Regions from separate parts of the Mus musculus genome. Here regions 1 and 2 are each linked to region 3. Evidence: chromatin contacts called from public Hi-C data. All regions are on one chromosome and are shown on one strand. The core of a region is the stretch at or near the end of the contact, and the rest is flanking DNA. Distances in the headings are between cores, read along the strand shown. Region 1 overlaps Sorcs2 (sortilin-related VPS10 domain containing receptor 2). Region 2 overlaps Sorcs2 (sortilin-related VPS10 domain containing receptor 2). Region 3 holds the start of Sorcs2 (sortilin-related VPS10 domain containing receptor 2).

Evidence for each region. A called contact is a pair of places that touch in the nucleus more often than the background predicts.
Region 1: a Hi-C map of double positive thymocytes shows a contact between it and region 3, with 6 times the contacts expected there. The contact joins the enhancer-like site here to the promoter of Sorcs2 in region 3. A contact is called at or near these places in 26 of 39 promoter capture datasets (the 3T3-L1 cell line, the C10 cell line, the HPC-7 cell line and 14 more), 11 of 15 datasets of contacts at CTCF or cohesin (CD8 T cells, the G1E-ER4 cell line, the NIH/3T3 cell line and 6 more), 280 of 484 Hi-C or Micro-C datasets (the 3T3-L1 cell line, 3T3-L1-derived adipocytes, the 4T1 cell line and 133 more), 57 of 115 datasets of contacts at active chromatin or transcription factors (the 230-238 cell line, CD4 T cells, CD4 single positive thymocytes and 37 more) and 6 of 9 other capture datasets (adipose tissue, embryonic stem cells, embryonic tail and 3 more).
Region 2: a contact with region 3 is called in a Hi-C map of cerebral cortex, with 3 times the contacts expected there. The contact joins the enhancer-like site here to the promoter of Sorcs2 in region 3. A contact is called at or near these places in 14 of 39 promoter capture datasets (the 3T3-L1 cell line, 3T3-L1-derived adipocytes, the C10 cell line and 9 more), 7 of 15 datasets of contacts at CTCF or cohesin (the G1E-ER4 cell line, embryonic stem cells, hippocampal excitatory neurons and 2 more), 53 of 484 Hi-C or Micro-C datasets (B cells, the C2C12 cell line, CD4 T cells and 27 more), 19 of 115 datasets of contacts at active chromatin or transcription factors (Th17 cells, Th2 cells, craniofacial prominence and 9 more) and 3 of 9 other capture datasets (adipose tissue, liver and pancreatic islet).

What each region holds. Positions count from the first base shown.
Region 1 is chr5:36,325,271-36,327,970 of GRCm38.p6, forward strand. All of the region lies in intron 1 of Sorcs2 (sortilin-related VPS10 domain containing receptor 2), which reads right to left. Among named protein-coding and RNA genes, the nearest start is that of Mir7689, 25 kb to the left of the region's middle. Within about 2 kb of position 1,306, at least 24 of the 459 cell types and tissues checked have an H3K27ac peak or open chromatin away from gene starts, as enhancers often do. A contact at or near this core is called in the 63-12 cell line, B cells, the C2C12 cell line and 10 more, where this site is marked.
Region 2 is chr5:36,284,303-36,287,002 of GRCm38.p6, forward strand. All of the region lies in intron 1 of Sorcs2 (sortilin-related VPS10 domain containing receptor 2), which reads right to left. Among named protein-coding and RNA genes, the nearest start is that of Mir7689, 16 kb to the right of the region's middle. Within about 2 kb of position 1,314, at least 23 of the 459 cell types and tissues checked have an H3K27ac peak or open chromatin away from gene starts, as enhancers often do. A contact at or near this core is called in cerebral cortex and uterus, where this site is marked.
Region 3 is chr5:36,396,693-36,399,392 of GRCm38.p6, forward strand. It overlaps Sorcs2 (sortilin-related VPS10 domain containing receptor 2), which reads right to left and starts at 1,447. Exons shown (of 27, transcript NM_030889.2): 1 at 874-1,447. The coding sequence starts at 1,353.

The DNA.
Region 1 (2,700 bases), core at 56-2,555, 72 kb before region 3:
TGCATTGACTTCTTCCCAGTTACACGCAGAAATGAACAACCCAACCAAGCAACAACAAAGGCAGTAGACCCAGGAGCAGGGACAGAAAGGGGGTGAGTGGGAGCCACGAGGGGAGGGAGCATGGAGGGCAAGACCCTGGATGCTGGGATGCCCAGGCCCCGCCCATGTGTGTCACAGAATGAAACATCAGCCACAGCAAAGAGCCTTGCACACTGGAAACCCTGGTCAGAAGCACCAAGAGCCCAAGGAGACTCCATGGGACCCTGGGACTGTGGTCCATTTCATAGTACAATGGACAGATAAGCTCAGACTGTATAACCAGACATCCCTTACTGGGGGTCTTCATCTAGGGGGTTGCAGTTGGTACAAGACAATGGCAAGCATCTCAGGATGGCCGGGATGTCACTTATCAGTACCCCTCTTGACCCATTCAAGCTCTAAACAACTAGGGAGTGCCAAGGACCAGGTCAGTAGAAGAACATAAATAACCAAAATACAGGCAGACATCATTGCTTTGTTTATCATTTTGTAGAGAAGGAAGATGAATCAGGCCAGGTTCCATGCAGTAATTTCTCAGACAGCAGCAGTGGACAGCCATGCACCTACAGGACAAGTCCCTTACCTTTGGCTTTGGTATTCCAGAGCCTCTCAGTCACTGGGAGGGGAGGCAAGGCACTGCACTATGGCTTCAGGCCTCTAGGCAACAGGAGCAGAAAGGAAAGCAGGGCCATAGTCACTGGGCTGTGCTGATGCACCTTTAGTAAATGGGAGAATCCCAGTGGGGCCATATTCCAAGTGTGACCTAGTGGCTGGGGAGTCAGCACTGTACAAGAAGCTAAAACTATAAGCAGTGGAAATGAGCCCGTGTGAGAAAGCCCTGGTGCCTGCAAAGCCAGGTGTGTACCACCATGGGCTGTGCACGGTTCACAGCCTCCTGCCAAGACGATGCCTGATCCAGATCCAAAATGCTGGCCTGGGTCCAGCATCTTAGGGGAGATGTCTGCTCTCCCAGCCATGGCAACTGTCCATCAACCCCACAGAAAGCACGTAGCGAGTCTCACCTAGATCTCCAATGTTCACCCCTGTATCCAGGACTCTCTTAGGGACCACCTGCTGGGGAAATGCCATCTCAACTCATTGTATGCTGAAAACAACTACAGCAATCCCAACACATTCTAGAACAGCCACTCACTGGGAGTCTGGGCCACAGAGACTGTGGAAAGGGGATGCCTGTGACATCAGGCCTTGAAAGGAATCAGGAGAGAAACAAACATGTGTGGTCAGAAAAACCTTAGTCACCACCACTCAGGTCCCTGACTCTCAAACAGGAAGAGACAGAGAAGAGACTGAGCAAAGAACCCAGCGTGGCTCTCTGGGTAGACTTGCTTCCTGCTTCCTGCTTCCTCCTTCCTCTCTCCTCTTTCTCCTCCCTCCTCCGCCCTCTTCCTCCTTCCTCTGCACAGTTTTCCATTTTTAATTAATAAGTGCCTCTGAAAAGCCATGCAGCCTGCTGCCAGACTTCATAGCAGGGCATGGGCTCTGTACCAGAGTCACCTCCATCACCTTCTGCCACCAATGCAGTACCTCATCCAGCCCTCCCAGCTCCAGCAAGGCAAGCTGCATGTGACCAAGCAATAGGCAGATGTCAACAAAGACCCCACCCCTGGCTCTTGTTAGTTCCCAGTGCATCCTAGGCCTCCTCTCCCTCCGTGATGAACACATATTCGAGATCCAACAGCCAGAGAGCTACAAATCAAAGCTTTCTCCTCCATGTGTCCTGCTGTTGGGAGGTGGATGTTCCCTCCCAGGCCAGCCAGACCCATGGGAGTCCATTGACTATGGACAAACTTGCCACTTCTCTTTGGTTAGTGAGACTGGATGGCACCCCTGCCTCGGGTCCTTTGATCTCCAAAGGGCTCAGGCAGTGCCCTGACAGCAGCCTGGGGAAGGAAGGTAGATTCAATCATGAGGGGTGGCATGGAGGGGGGCATCATCTCACTTCTCTCCCCAAGGATTGGAATAACACACACACACACACACACACACACACACACTTCAATGTCAGGAGCCAGGACCGGGCCTCACTTCACCCCAGCAAGGCAGAACTGCTTCCCAAGTTCTCCTCCCTCCCACCCCCATCCCTACCAAGTGTCTTCTGTCCCCAACCTCCTAAGGTTGGTCCTCTCAGCCAACCTGTACACCTGAGGGCTGCCTTCCCCACCCATCCTGTACAGGCAGTCAAGGTGATTGGCATGAGTCACTCGAGTGGGAACAAGCTGTGGTGTTCCTCTGTTGTGACCTTGAGCAACCCATGTGACTCTCCTCTGCACCTACCTCTGGGCTTTCTCTCCTCCAAGACAGAATTCATCACTGGGCTCCAGTGAAAGTCACACAAGAACAGGGTCCTTGGCTGCCCTGCTCCATCTAACTCCTTAAGATACTCCAGTCTGGGCCTCAGGATGCAGGTGTCAGTCAGCCCACAAGCCTCAGTTTACTGACCCTGCTCATAGAAACACTTCTACCACCACTGGGTCATCACAGGTCTAGATCTTCAGATAAGGATTGGGTCCTGAAGCACAGAGGCAGGATAGACCACCATCACAGACATATCAGACAGAAACCAGGGATTTTTAAGTGGGGACAGACATCTGGCTTCACCTCTAGTTGTCACTAGTTCCAGAGGTTCTCCTGGTAGCTTTC
Region 2 (2,700 bases), core at 64-2,563, 110 kb before region 3:
ATGATTGCTTAGTGTCTGAAAGGCTTGAGGCTAGACTCCACAGGTGGGGTGTTCACATAGAACTAAATCCCACCCTTGTTCGGGGGAGGGGGGTGGGTAGGGAGGAAGCAAAGTCCCAGATATAAATTTAGTCAAAATGACTGGGGACACATGGCTCTGCCTTCATGTAGGGTACCTGTGCCAAGCATCAGGCTACCAAGAACTGCCTCATCCTAGCCACCATCCTGAGACATACCAGCAAGGATCCAAAGGCAGGTACCTGTCACATACACAGGACCTGGCAGCTGCACTCGGGCATCCCAGGATCCTAGTGAGGCTGGCCTGTCCTCCACAAAGGCACTTCATAAGTTGGGAAGCCAGTATGACGACAGCTTACTATATGCTGTGTGTTAGCTCCATCCTTCCAATAATCCAGTGAGGTGTCACCTTCTCATCCAGCACAGATGTCCTCTTGACCTCGGAAAGAACCTGGCTTCCTGATAGGGAAGGTGAGGCAGGCTGGTTAAGCACTGCATGAGCATGGTCACCCAGGTAGAAAGCAGGCACAGCACTGCTGGGTTCTGAAGTCTGGCACATGCCCCACACAGTCTCAGTTCCCAGTGTCTGTCCTATGCAGGCAGAAGAGCTACACCACCCAGAGACCCAGGTCCACACTCGGCTAGCTTCACGTGGGGGACTACATACCCCACCTCACCTTAACACAGAGGAAGCTGAGGCTCAGAAGTGTCCCTTGCTTTGCCTCTTACCCAGCAGTGTGGGTCTCAGGCCGGAAGTGATCCCCCAGAAGACCTGTTACAAAGGTCTAAGTGCCTCCTCCAGCACCACAGACTGACACTGCAGCACACAGCTTCATACACCCCAGGCTGAAGAAACAACTCCTGAGCGCAGGGCCACATCCCATCCATCTCAGTCCAAAAACAACAGAGCAGCCTGTATGCAGAAGCGCAGACCCACAAGCTGAGGGTCTCAGGCCTCCTTCTCAAGGGCACTACATGCCCAGGCCCAGGACATAGTGACAGAGCTGTTCCCTTCCCCCACCGCCCCCTTTTCAGTCCCTTGATTTGTGCACACTGTGTGCTGCACAGTGAAGGCAGAGACTTCACAGGCACCCGGGAAACGGGTGTCACCACCTTCGAGGCACCCGCTTCCTCCTTCAACCTTGGCAGCTGCGATTTACAATGGGAGACATCCAATTAGCATGTCTCCTGCCCACAGCTGGTTATAATTGTCATTCACGTGAACAGCCAGTTAGCCACTTGGACACTCTTGAAGGCAGATTGCTGTATATAACGCTTTCTAGAGGAAACCTCATTACCGGGGCTGCGGAAACCCCATGGGTAGAGAAGGCTGGAGAACCTCACAGTTTTCTTCTTGGGCTCAGCTCCAAGAGCACACCACAGGCTGGGCCCCAGAGTTCCTGCCAGGAGAACTCCCACTTCCCTTCCACATCTCCAAGGGCTGCAGGGGTAGATCCTGGCCTGCAGGAGAGCTCCTGGGCTCGCTCCATCAAAGAGGGCAGTTTCTTACTGGACTGGCCTAGGACTGGCTGCAGACTATGGAAGGCCTTGTGGGAAATGGGGCAAGGGTCCTTTGCCAGTGACTCCAAATGCAGAGGCAAGAGCAGTGCCCGCAGATCCACATGGCCCCTGGGGCAGCAGGAGCCCACCCTCACTTGGGATCAGGAAGCAGCTCCCAGAGGTTGGAACCCCAGGCTTTGGGCACAAGACAGTATTAGGGGTTGTGGGAGGTGGCCCAGTCTAGAAAGCACTAGACTCACAACCATAAAGACCTGAGTTCAAATCCCCAAACCCACTCTAAAAGGCCTGGCACAATGGCACATGCTTATAAACCCAGAGATGGAGACAGGAGGGCCCCTGGGGTCTCCTGACCAACCAGTTTAGCCTAACCTGTGAGCTCTGAGCCAGTGAGAGACCTGCCTCTAAAACCAAAGTGGATGGCACCTGATGAATAACACATGCGCACGCGCGCGCGCGCGCACACACACACACACACACACACATACACACTCACACTCACACACATAACCATTTGATCCTGCCCAGCTCCAGTCCCAATGAACACTTCTAGAGATTGTTGTGAGCCTTCAGACCCACCTATCCAGGCTCATACCCCTTCCCCAAGATGACACAAAGAAAGGCCCCATCTCCACAACCTCCCATCAGCCCCTAAAAGCTGTTTCCTCACTCTTAGGCCTGGGTTTGACATGAGGAAGTCACTCTGTCCATAAAGGGGTAGAAGCACCATGCCTTGCTTAACTGTAGAACCCCACCCACTCTGCCTCTCCAGGAGGAGGGAGGGGTTTGGTCAATGGGGTATAGGTCCCACGAATGACAAGCATGACCATTCACTCAGAGATTTCTGTAACAGGAGGTGGGTACTTCCCAGACTCTTCCTCTATGCTTTCTAAAGCAGGACATGGACACAGCATCACAGGTCAGGTGTCAAGTCACCTCCTCCCACCTGTGCCCTGAATGGCCGGATGTGACACTTGTTCTTCTGAAGGCCATCTATGTGCTTGGGCCAGGAAGTCCCTAAGAAGCACTCAGTGTCAGGCCCACCTGGTACCAGATTCCAAGTGAGCCTGCAACACATGCTACCTGAACTGGTGACAGCTGGGTAACCAGGATGATCCTTATAGCAGCCGACAGTTATGACATACGCCCCCCAGCCTGGGCCCTT
Region 3 (2,700 bases), core at 197-2,696:
CTCTCTCTTCATGAAAACACACTTCCCTGGAGAGCAAAGGCTTGCAAACCTGGAGTGCACACACCTGAGATTCCCCAGAGGGGACAGAGTGACTCTGACCTTTAACAAGGAAAAACAAACCCCTTGAGGTGCACTACCAAAAAAAGGAACGGGGAGTGGCTGGATCCTAAATCTGGAAGAGCAGGAGCGGGATGGACGCTGGAGCTCTCCGGGCAGAGGGAGAGGCATGGGAGAAAGGGAGGGAGGGAGTTGGCGCACTGCTCTAAAGACCACAGAACGTTAAATACTATTAAACACCCCATGGTCCACTCGGACCAAAGACAGCTGTGGGGCACACTAGGAGGAGCAATCCTAGAATTAAGAACCTTCGAACAGGACATGGAACTGTCAGGGATATCATGGACCCTGAGGTCAGCATAAATGAAGTAGTAAGGACGCCAGAGGTGGCAATTCCAGAGGTGTTCTCTGGAGCTGCTGAGTGCAGTGCAGTGTGTGGGCGACCCACCCACTGTCCACGCGGCGCAGAGCTGGGTAGCCCTCAAGGACCTGGAGTTGTCCCATGCTGCCCAGATCCTGACGACTCTAGGGACCTTCCCTGTAGCCCAGATCTAGAGGCTAGGGGTGTTTCTGGTCTCCAGATCTTCGGAAAAACCTTCTGAGCGAGACAGAATCTCACAAATTCGAGGACCCTTCCAAAAGTAACCCATAACCAGAAGCCAGTAGGGGCGCCGCCGAGGTGACCCGCGTCCCCCAAGTAGCCAAGAATGCCCAGCAGAGTGACCGCGGGTGGTCCGGAAGTAGGGGGCTGTGGTGGTCTCCCTGGGTATCCCGAGGTGTCCGGGCAGGGCCGGGGTGAGTGCGGAGGTCACTTACGCTGCTGTTCTCTCCTGTCCAGTGTACCATCGCCTGGTTGTGCGTCGCGTCTCCCTTGAGCACGAACGACGTGCTGATGAGCGAGACCTGTGCGCGCGAAGCCGAAGCCGCACCGGCCACCGGCACCGCCCGAGCCCTGCGCCCCTTGCCCGGAGCTGGGGCGCCATCGGTGCTGGGACCCGAAGCAGAACCCGGACCGAGACCCGGGACGCTGGGTTCTGATTCTCGTGCCTGTGGATCTTTGCGATCGCCGGACTCCGTGCGTCCCGCGGGCAGCAGCCTAGTGATCTGCACACCGGGACCCTGGCGCCCGGGCTGGGGGGAGCGCCCCATCGCTCCGCAGGCAGCCACCAGCACCAGCAGCAGCAGCAGCAGCGGCCACGAACGTGGCCAGCACGGCGGCAGCAGAGCCTGAAAGCTCCGGTCCGGCGCAGTAGGGCCAGGACGCTTCGGGGCGCTCGGGGGTCCCCGGTGCGCCATGGTCGCTGGTAGGTAACGGCGGGGCGGTGCGGACGACACCGCGGCCGGGAGAGCGGGAGGGCGCTGGGAGCTTGAGCAAGAGCGCAGAGAAAGGAGCCGGGAGGGAGGGAGCGCGGGAGGAGGGGACTCAACGCCGCCACGCAGCCAAGGGAGCACCGCCACCTGCCGGCCGCGCGCAAGCCACCGCAGCTCTGGGCTGGGCCAGGCCGGGCCAGGATGTCCTGAGTGCAGTCACACCTCCAAGACCCCTTCCTTCTTTCCTTCCTTCCTTCCTTCCTTCCTTCCTTCCTTCCTTCCTTCCTTCCTTCCTTCCTTCCTTCCTTCCTTCCTTCCTTCCCAGTGACTCCTAACTTTATCCTCGCTCCTCTTCTCCCACCCACTTTTCATCCTCCCTGACTTTCTCGAGGCGTCTACACTTGACCAGCCGGAGTTCCAGGCACTTGGGGCACAACAGGGTGCAACAAAGGGAAACAGGCCACACCCAAGTAGCCCGCTTAGAGGCCAAACAACTCCAGAGTAGCCGTTCTGCGGAGGTGGGGAGGGCGCCTCCTCCGGGCGCTGCTGGAGAGAGTCAAGGGGACGCCTGCGAATCATGAAAACCTGAAAGATGTTCCAGGCAGCTGAGGATAGTGCAGGAACCTTGGGGTGTCGCCCAAAACCAATTTAGTCCCTCAGACTCTGGCTTTATCTCCCACCTCCAGGGGGAGCCCCTGAACATATTACACCTGAGTAGCGGTAGCAAGGAGAGAAGAACAGAGAGGCAAGGTCCCAGCCAGAAGGTGTAGGCCAGCACAGAACATGAGGAAACTAGCCCCAGAGCTCACCAAGTCTTTAATTCAATGTCAATAAAAGCAGCCATTATTACCAGCCCCTCTGCCATCCAGAACACAAAGCAGGTGCCTGCCCAAATAAGGCCAAGAGTGCAGTTGAGCTTTGTCCCCTCGGCATCCTCTCAGGAGCAGGGTCTAGGAGACAGGGAGACTTGGAGACCAACACTGAAAGGCCCCGCTGCCTGCTGGGTCTCTTCACTCCAGGGAACAGAGTAGAGCAAAGAACAAAGTATCCAGCAACAACAGCTGAACTTGCTCCCAAGGTTGAACTCCAGTGCCCCCTCCAGGAATTTCTGTTCAGCACAAGTCATTTTGCCAGGGCTCCGCTGTGCCAAGCACTGAGCAGGACTAGAGCGCCTGCCCCTGCCCCGTGTCCAAGAAGGCCTCCTCCTGTGGAATGTGCCCAGGCTGCACCCTGATGTAAACTTCCAACCCAAAAAATTCAGGAGCTGAAGTCCAAAGCCAGGCAAGGGCGCACAGCTGTGGCGACATTTGGTCTAGCAAAGAAAGGGCAGCG